2 separate regions of the Sus scrofa genome follow, and region 2 is linked to region 1. A link is a contact called in public HiChIP or PLAC-seq data. All regions are on one chromosome and are shown on one strand. The core of a region is the stretch at or near the end of the contact, and the rest is flanking DNA. Distances in the headings are between cores, read along the strand shown.

Region 1 (3,613 bases), core at 248-2,747:
ACACGGCTCTGCGTTGCTATGGCTGTGGTGTTAAGCCAGAAGCTGCAGCTCCGATTCGACTCCTAGCTTGGGAATTTCCATATGCCACGGGAATAGCCATAGGAAAAAACAAAAAAAAAAAAAAAAGAAAGAAAGAAACCTGAGTGAGGATTGTCCTATTATTATTAAAAAGACACCTTCAGATGATAATGGCATTAAGAAGAGGACGGCCTTCCTCTCACTGGAGATCTTGCCTCCTTAACCATCCAGACCCCATCATCTTTCAAGACTCACTCACAAAGCCAAACTGGACCCCCACAGCTGGAGTTGAATCTCACCTCCTTTGACCTCCCAGAGCACTTCACACTAGGTCTGCAGCTGTTTATATACTTGACTCACTGCCTTAAGGACTGTAAGCTCTTTGAGGACAGAGTCCATGCCTAATTCATTTTTGTACCCCTCAATCTCATATCTGAGAGACCCTCAATAAATCTTCCATGAATGAACTGAACTCAATTCTCCCACTACATTAGAAACCTGAGTCTAGGATGGGCCCGTAGTCTCAGCGATAAGCCAAAGAACTGGAATAGGTTCAGAGTAGAATAAGGAAACAAAATAATTAAAAGGTAAAAGAAAAAGAATCGATATTGGGTGTGTGGGTGGTTGGGGGGGAGGTCAAAGGAACTTAGAGAAGAAAGCTTTGGAAAGTGATATCAAGAGATCTTCAAGTGTATTAAAGAGATAATATCGAAAAGAAGGCCTGAAGTTCTTTTATGGGAGCAAAAAAACTGCTCAGATTTTAATGGGGCCCTGTGAATAAAATCTGCTGAGACTACCAGAGTACAGATACTAGGGTTGTGTGATAAAGGGTAGTGATAAATGCCATGTCTTCTTCCATCCCTACAGGGACCGAAGTCTATGATGACAGGAAGGACTCTGGTAAATTGCTTTTGCAAAATTACTTGTGAAACAATTGCAAGCTTTTAAGTTTCAGGAATTTTTTTTTTTTTAAGATGCTGAAACTTAACTTAAAGGAGAAGGGGGATTTAGTCCAGGAAGGAATGGGAGAGACTCAAGCCTGGGATTTGCAAAGCAAAATGGGACCAACGCACAGAGAGAGACAGCCTTTGATGTCGTTTCCATCAAGGACCAGGGCTTAAGGACCAGACTCTTAAATCACGTGGCATTTACTGCCCAAGATAAAAAAACTACTTTTGTGGATCAGTGTCTGTGGTTCAAAATGGCTAGGTTCCAAAATCAGTTTTCACTTTCCAAGGGTAACATGTGGAAGGCTCCCTGCAAGAATGGGGTGGGGCCAGCCTCTAGAAGGGGCAGCTTAATGATCTTCTGCTCCCCCCACTCCTGAGTCATTAAGCAGCGTTCCTTTCCCTGAGCCCAAGTTCATGCTGAGGGCAAAGGGAATTAAACGAAGAAGCTGAACCTGCAGCTAAGATTAGAGAGCTGCCAAGGGCCTAATTTTAGGTCCTAGCTGCCCCAGCTGACGTCCGGCTCTGCTGGCTCAGCCATGAGGACCACAAGTGTGGCCGTAAGCTGATGACTGAGTGGGTAGAGCGTCTCTCCGGCCATCTGCAAAAGCAATTAGCTTGCTGCTGGGGGTGTTTTCAGAGAGACTACCCATAATTTCTCCTTCAACAAATGTTTCTTCAGGTGTTCAAGAGTCAATAAGGGAAAATGTCAGCGCTTGGCAGAAATTCCCACATGCTTGCCATTCTAGCATGCATGCTTCTCCACTTAAGAATGCACTCGGAGGGAACTAAGCCTAAAATTCCTGGATTTTCATGGCAAGTGATCCCCTGGGTTCCTCTGGCCATCAGCTTCCGACCACAACCTAGGGACCTCTCGACTTCGTGAAAACGGACACGGATGGATGAGAGTGACCCCTGCATTTTGGGGGACTCTGCGCCACGCTTCCACTGGCATTTAGGCTGTCCTTCCCCTCTTCACACGGTTCCTAGCCTCAAGTTTCATGCTTAAATTGTCTTCGTCAGAGGGCAGACAATAAGAGCTGGCATCTCCCAGATCAAAGGGGAAACAGAATATATTTTAAAGTGACAACTTTGTTATCCTGAAACCAGAATAAAACCAGAATAATAAAAATGATACAAATATAACTCCCTAAGTGATTCCAGGCTGCCGCCAGAGAGGAAAATTTCTTGCATCATTATGCCAGGGAAACTCTCTTTACAAACCACTCACAAGAGCATGTCTTATTTTTGCACAATTCTTGTTTCTGGGCAGCCACCCCGAGTCTGTGTCCCTGCGGGTTGGGAAGTGTGATAACGGCTGGCGCTCCCAGTCTGCAAAGGAGGCTCTCAATAAAGGCTCATGGCCACAGATGATGGAAAAACAGCTGGCACTGCCAGGCTAAGGGAGTGCATCCTTAAAATCCATGGTCTTGATGAGGGCCACTGTTCTCAAGGCGCACAAACTGGCCCTGGTGGCTGCTCTGTCTTCCTCTGTTTTTCCTTTCAATTTTCCTGGTAGCTTTGTTTTCCCTGTCTTCTTGTCCATGTCCTATCTGTCGATCTGTCTCTCAACCCACTTCTGCCATTTCTGCCCCCGCCCCTCACACACACACACACACACACACACACACACACACACACACACACACACATACACACACACTCGATCTGCCCCCCTTCCCCTGTCTCTTGGCGCTGGCCCTTTCATCTTCTCCCTCGGGGATTCGAGATGTCGCTGCAGGAAGTGCTTGTCGGCCGAGGCAGCAGCAGCAGAGCCCTGTGGCTTTGACAAACCTCATTTAATTGGGAGGAAGCCAGGAGAATTTGAAAGAACTGAAACATCCACGAAACTCCTTTTATCAGGCATAATTTAAACTCTGCATGGAAAAACCCCTATATGTATAAAGAAAAGTCAACTTCCCTCCTGCTGTGAGCACTCCTCGTCTCCCCCCCAGCACAGGCAGGCTCCTGCAAGATTCCATCTTTTCATTTTTCTAAAAGTGTCAAAGTAGATTTGGGCTCTGTGGCTGGGTGAACAGAGAAGGAATACAGATCGGTTTGGTCCCTCTCATAGACCCACATGTGCAAGTGCTCTCTCTCTCTCTCTCTCTCTCTCTCTCACACACACACACACACACACACACACACACAGAGTCCCTCTGATGGTGGCTTTGCTTTAGGTGACCAGCAAGAGGCAAAACCCAAGTTTCTAACTACACATCAGTTTGCACCGGGATTGTTTTCTCCTAATTACTCTCCTTCAAGGAAAAGCCGTGCCCAGAAAACTCTGAAGATTCCCAGTGGTTCTCTACGTAGAATAATAGAAGAGGAGCCCCTGGGAGAACTTTCTTTAAATGCAGAGAGGGTGTGAGTGTGTGTGTGTGTGTGTGTGTGTGTGTGTGTGTGTATCTGTCCTCCCCCAGTGTGTATACTTGGGTGGAGTGGTACTTAGAAGTCCCAAGCCTGAGAGAAGAAAGCTATGAAGGGGGGGATGTAGGAGCTCAGACTGGGAAGGTGATAGCGGATGGGAGTTGGGGAGGGGTGGGGATGAAGCTGGGAGTGAGTACCAGAAAGGGACTAAGAACTGTAGGTCGCCTGGAATGTCTTTTACTCTACCCACATGCCAAGCCATTCTACCCACATGTCCC
Region 2 (4,152 bases), core at 1,588-4,087, 300 kb before region 1:
GGTAAAAACATATTATCTGCCACATGCAATATAAAGTGAAGCGCAATAAAATGAGGCGTGCTAGTAATTTCTGGAGCAGAGGCGTGTCTTTGGTTATTTATTAACAAGCCCCTTTCAACCATACCTGAATTATGTTAATGAGGTTATTTTGCAAAGTCCTTAATAGGGAGGACTTGTTGCCAGAGAAACCAACCAGCGCTTCGAGGGCTGGACCTTTCAGTCCCTCCCCTTCCCCTCCCCCCCCACCTCAGAGGAAAGGACAAGGCCTAGAAGTTGCATTAATCACCATTTGCCAGTGTAATAAAGCCTCCATAAAAGCCCTAAGCAAAGGAGTTCAAGTTGCTTCTGGGTTGGTGAACTCATCCGTGTGGGAGGAGGGAGGCACACCCCAAACTCCATGGGGGCAGAAACTTAGGACACTTCCGGGCCTTGCCCCAGGTATCTCTTCATTTCGCTTTTCATTTGTTTCCTTTAAAATATCCTTTGTAGGAGTTCCCGTTGTGGCTCAGTGGTTAACGAATCTGACTAGGAACCATGAGGGTGCGGGTTCGATCTCTGGCCTTGCTCAGTGGGTTAAGGATCTGGCGTTGCCATGAGCTGTGGTGTAAGTTGCAGATGCGGCTTGGATCCTTTGTTGATGTGGCTGTGGCGTGGGCTGGTGGCAACAACTCCAATTGGACCCCTAGCCTGGGAACCTTCATATGCCATAGGTGTGGCCCTAGAAAATACCAAAAAATAAAAAAATTCCTTTGTAGGAGTTCCTGCCATGGCTCAGCAGTTAACAAACCCAACTAGTATCCTTGAGGACATGGGTTTGATCTCTGGCCTCACTCAGGATCCTTCACTGCAGTGGCTGGGGTGTAGGCAGGCAGCTGCAGCTCCAATTTGACCCCTAGCCTGGGAATATCCATATGCCTTGATTGAGGCCCTAAAAAAAAAAAAAAAAAAAAAAAAAAAAAAAGACAAAAAATAAAATAAAATATCCTTGTAACAAATCTGTAGTAGTAAGTAAATGTTTCCTAAATTTTGTGAGCTGTCCTAGCAAATTATTGAACCTGGGGATGGGTGGTAGGAACCCGTTATTTACAGCTTGTTGGTCAGAAGTACAGGTGATTACCTGGGACTTGAGGCTGGTGTCCGGTGTGGAGCAGGGGTGTGGGACTGAGCCCTTAACCTGTGGGGTCTGTGCTAACTCCATGCAGTTCATGTCACACCTGAACTGTAGGATACTCTGCCGATGTCCAGAGAGCTGGAGAGTTGGTTGATGTTGAGAAAACTTTCACACATTTGGGGTCAGAAGTCATATGAGTGTAGGAAAGCTGGGTTTCCTTTTAGTACCTTTGTGCCTTTAGTACCTTATAGTACTTTTGAAATTAGAAATGGGTACCCCAATCCTTCAGAAGGAGCCAACCCAATGGTGGTGTGCGGGGCATGGTGAATGGACCACAGAGCGAATTTCAGCTCCCACATCCCCCCTTTGCAGGTGCCCTTGTATAGTGAGCAATCTATACAACTGTACACGGTAACCCTGATGGAAGCACCTTCCAGGTAGGCTCCTAGGACCAAGCTTCTAGGTGTTTATACTCACATGGGTGATGTTGGCTGGTGTCTGCTGGTTGAACAGTCTTGGTTCAGTCTTCTCTTCTTTTCCTTTTGTCAGAAGAGATGTGTGTACAGGACCCAACCTCTCTGGGGACTTAGACTCCTGTCCTGAGAGTTCTCGGTGCAGACAGTGCACATTATCATCTCTGCCCCTTCGAAGAAAGAAAACCAACAGGACCAAACTAAAGAAAAACTCTGGGAGTTCCTGCTGTGACTCAGTGGATTAAAAACATGACTAGTATCCATGAGGATGCAGGTTTGATCCCTGGCCTCTCTCAGTGGGTAGGTTGCACATGCAGCTCGGATCTGGTGTTGCTGTGGCTGTGGTGTAGGCCGGTAACTACAGCTCCGATTCAACCCCTAGCCTGGGAACCTCCATATGCCACAAGTGTGGCCCTAAAAAGAAAAAAAAAAAAAAGAAAAAAGAAAAACTCTGGAGTACACACCACTATATATTAACTCGATAAACAGCAAGGATTTACTATATTGCACAGGGGACTACATTTAATATCTCATTACAACCTACAATGGAAAAAACCAGGAAAAAAAGATGTATAACGGAACCATTTTGTTGTACACCTGAGACTGCTGCCATATTGTAAATCAACTATACTTCAATTAAAAAGAAAAAACAAAAAGCTCCGGTGGACCAGGAAGAGGGCAGATGAACCAACATTAACTGAGCACCTGTTTTTTCCGAGGCGCCGCACTGTGGGCATTTCCAACGCTTAGTCCGCCCTCTTTCTGTCACCACTTCCCAGAATAAAGGAGATTAGACGGTTTAGTCTTCATTTGGGGGGGTTCTCTTAGGCTAAGTTCTAAACTTGAGGGAGAAGGAGAACTAGCTTGCCTCTTTGAAGTTGCGTACTTATGCTGCTAATCAAGTGACATAGGATTATCTAACTGAAATTTCTTCTATCAAAGGCTTAGATGAAAAAAAAAAAAGACCTTTAAGAAAGATTGCCTTAGGGACATTCACCTATATATTCATTTCTTTATGCCTCTGAATTCTGTTCTGGATCAAATTTAGCTACCAAAAGGTCATGTGCTGTGGAAGTGTGACCCACTGTAGAACTGCTGTCACTAGCATGTGCCTTGAGGCTGACTTATGTTCTCTGGGTAAAAAGGTCACCAAGAGAGAACTGCATGGGTTTTGGGAACAGCTGCAGCAGCGGCTACTGTGTGCCAGGCCTGGGCCTGGATATTTTATGTTTTAGCTAAATCAGCATTATATTTACTGTGCTGTGCTATGGCAGGCCTTACTATAGAAACTTGAGAAATATTTGTCGAATGAGGTAAACGGAACTTCCTGTAAATATATGAGTCTTTAAATCACTCCATGTCACTCTATAAAAACCCACAGAAGTATTCTTTAGAATTCAGTGCTGGGAAAACCTTTATTTCCCCTGAGGAACAGGCATGCTGCAAATGAGAACCACAAACCTGATCGTGTTGCTCCTTTTTTTCTTTTTCTTTTCTTTTTTTCATATTCAGTTGGAAAGTTTGAACTTTAATCGCCATGACTATAATGATATTTTGGGGAGGGTTAGGTGTTCTTTGTTCTTTTCTTCCAGGTTTTTTAAAAAAATTCTTTTTGATACTCTATTTTTTTGGCTTGGGGGTTGTGGTTGTAAGTAGTTTAAATCCATTTGGGAAAAGATGAGATATAAAAGTTAAAAGTGGAATTCTTTGGATAGCTGCCTTACCACCCAAGTGTCCTTCTCCTTTTGTTCTTAGGGGGCACCTAGTCTTTCTTTTCTTTTCTTTTTTTTGTCTTTTTGTCTTTTTTTAGGGCTGAAACCATAGCACATGGAGGTTCCCAGGCTAGGGGTCTAATTGGAGCTGTAGCTGCCAGCCTATGCCACAGCCAAAGCAACGTGGGATCCGAGCCCCATCTGCGACCACAACTTATGGCAACACCAGATCCTTAACCCACTAAGCGAGACCAGGGTTCGAACTTGAGTCCTCATGGATGCTAGTCGGGTTCGTTAACCACTGAGCCATGATGGGAACTCCACACCTAGCCTTTCTGACCCAGGAAGGAATCTTTATACCAGGAGGCAGGTAAGGGCAGGTTCTCAAGTCACTGAGGCTCATGGAATGTCACAAGAGCCTATTGTTCCAGCTTCCACTGCCAAATGGGGCTTCGTCAAATGACGGGGCCCAACTGGCCAAGCTCCTCAGTTAGCACAACGTGAGCACATAGGAAGCACTTAAACATGTTAGCAATTGGCATTTTTATTTTCCCAGAGCTGAGTGAATGCTAAGAGGCGAAACCAAGCTTGAGTTTTCGGACTTCAATTTTCCTTCTTTTTTTTTTCAGGGCCACTCCCATGGCATATGGAAGTTCCCAGGCTAGGGGTGGAATATGAGCTACAGCTACAGGCCTACTCCACAGCCACAGCAACGCAGGATCCGAGCTGCATCTGTGTCCTACACCACAGCTCACGGCAATGCCAGATCCTTAACCCACTGATCAAGGCCAGGGATTGAACCCGCATCCTCATGGTTCCTAGTCAGGTTCATTAGCCACTGAGCCACAAAGGGAAC

The links. HiChIP or PLAC-seq counts read pairs in DNA pulled down with a chosen protein or histone mark.
Region 2: a contact with region 1 is called in an H3K27ac HiChIP or PLAC-seq map of skeletal muscle. The contact joins two enhancer-like sites. A contact is called at or near these places in 2 of 47 Hi-C or Micro-C datasets (embryonic fibroblasts and fetal liver) and 1 of 2 datasets of contacts at active chromatin or transcription factors (skeletal muscle).

The regions. Positions count from the first base shown.
Region 1 is chr15:105,492,020-105,495,632 of Sscrofa11.1, reverse strand. The region is part of intron 12 of CDK15 (cyclin-dependent kinase 15); the gene reads right to left. Among named protein-coding and RNA genes, the nearest start is that of CDK15, 93 kb to the right of the region's middle. Within about 2 kb of position 1,497, at least 4 of the 83 cell types and tissues checked have an H3K27ac peak or open chromatin away from gene starts, as enhancers often do. A contact at or near this core is called in skeletal muscle, where this site is marked.
Region 2 is chr15:105,789,531-105,793,682 of Sscrofa11.1, reverse strand. It overlaps KIAA2012, which reads right to left. Exons shown (of 23, transcript XM_005672082.3): 17 at 1,589-1,754. Among named protein-coding and RNA genes, the nearest start is that of SUMO1, 58 kb to the left of the region's middle. Within about 2 kb of position 2,837, at least 8 of the 83 cell types and tissues checked have an H3K27ac peak or open chromatin away from gene starts, as enhancers often do. A contact at or near this core is called in skeletal muscle, where this site is marked.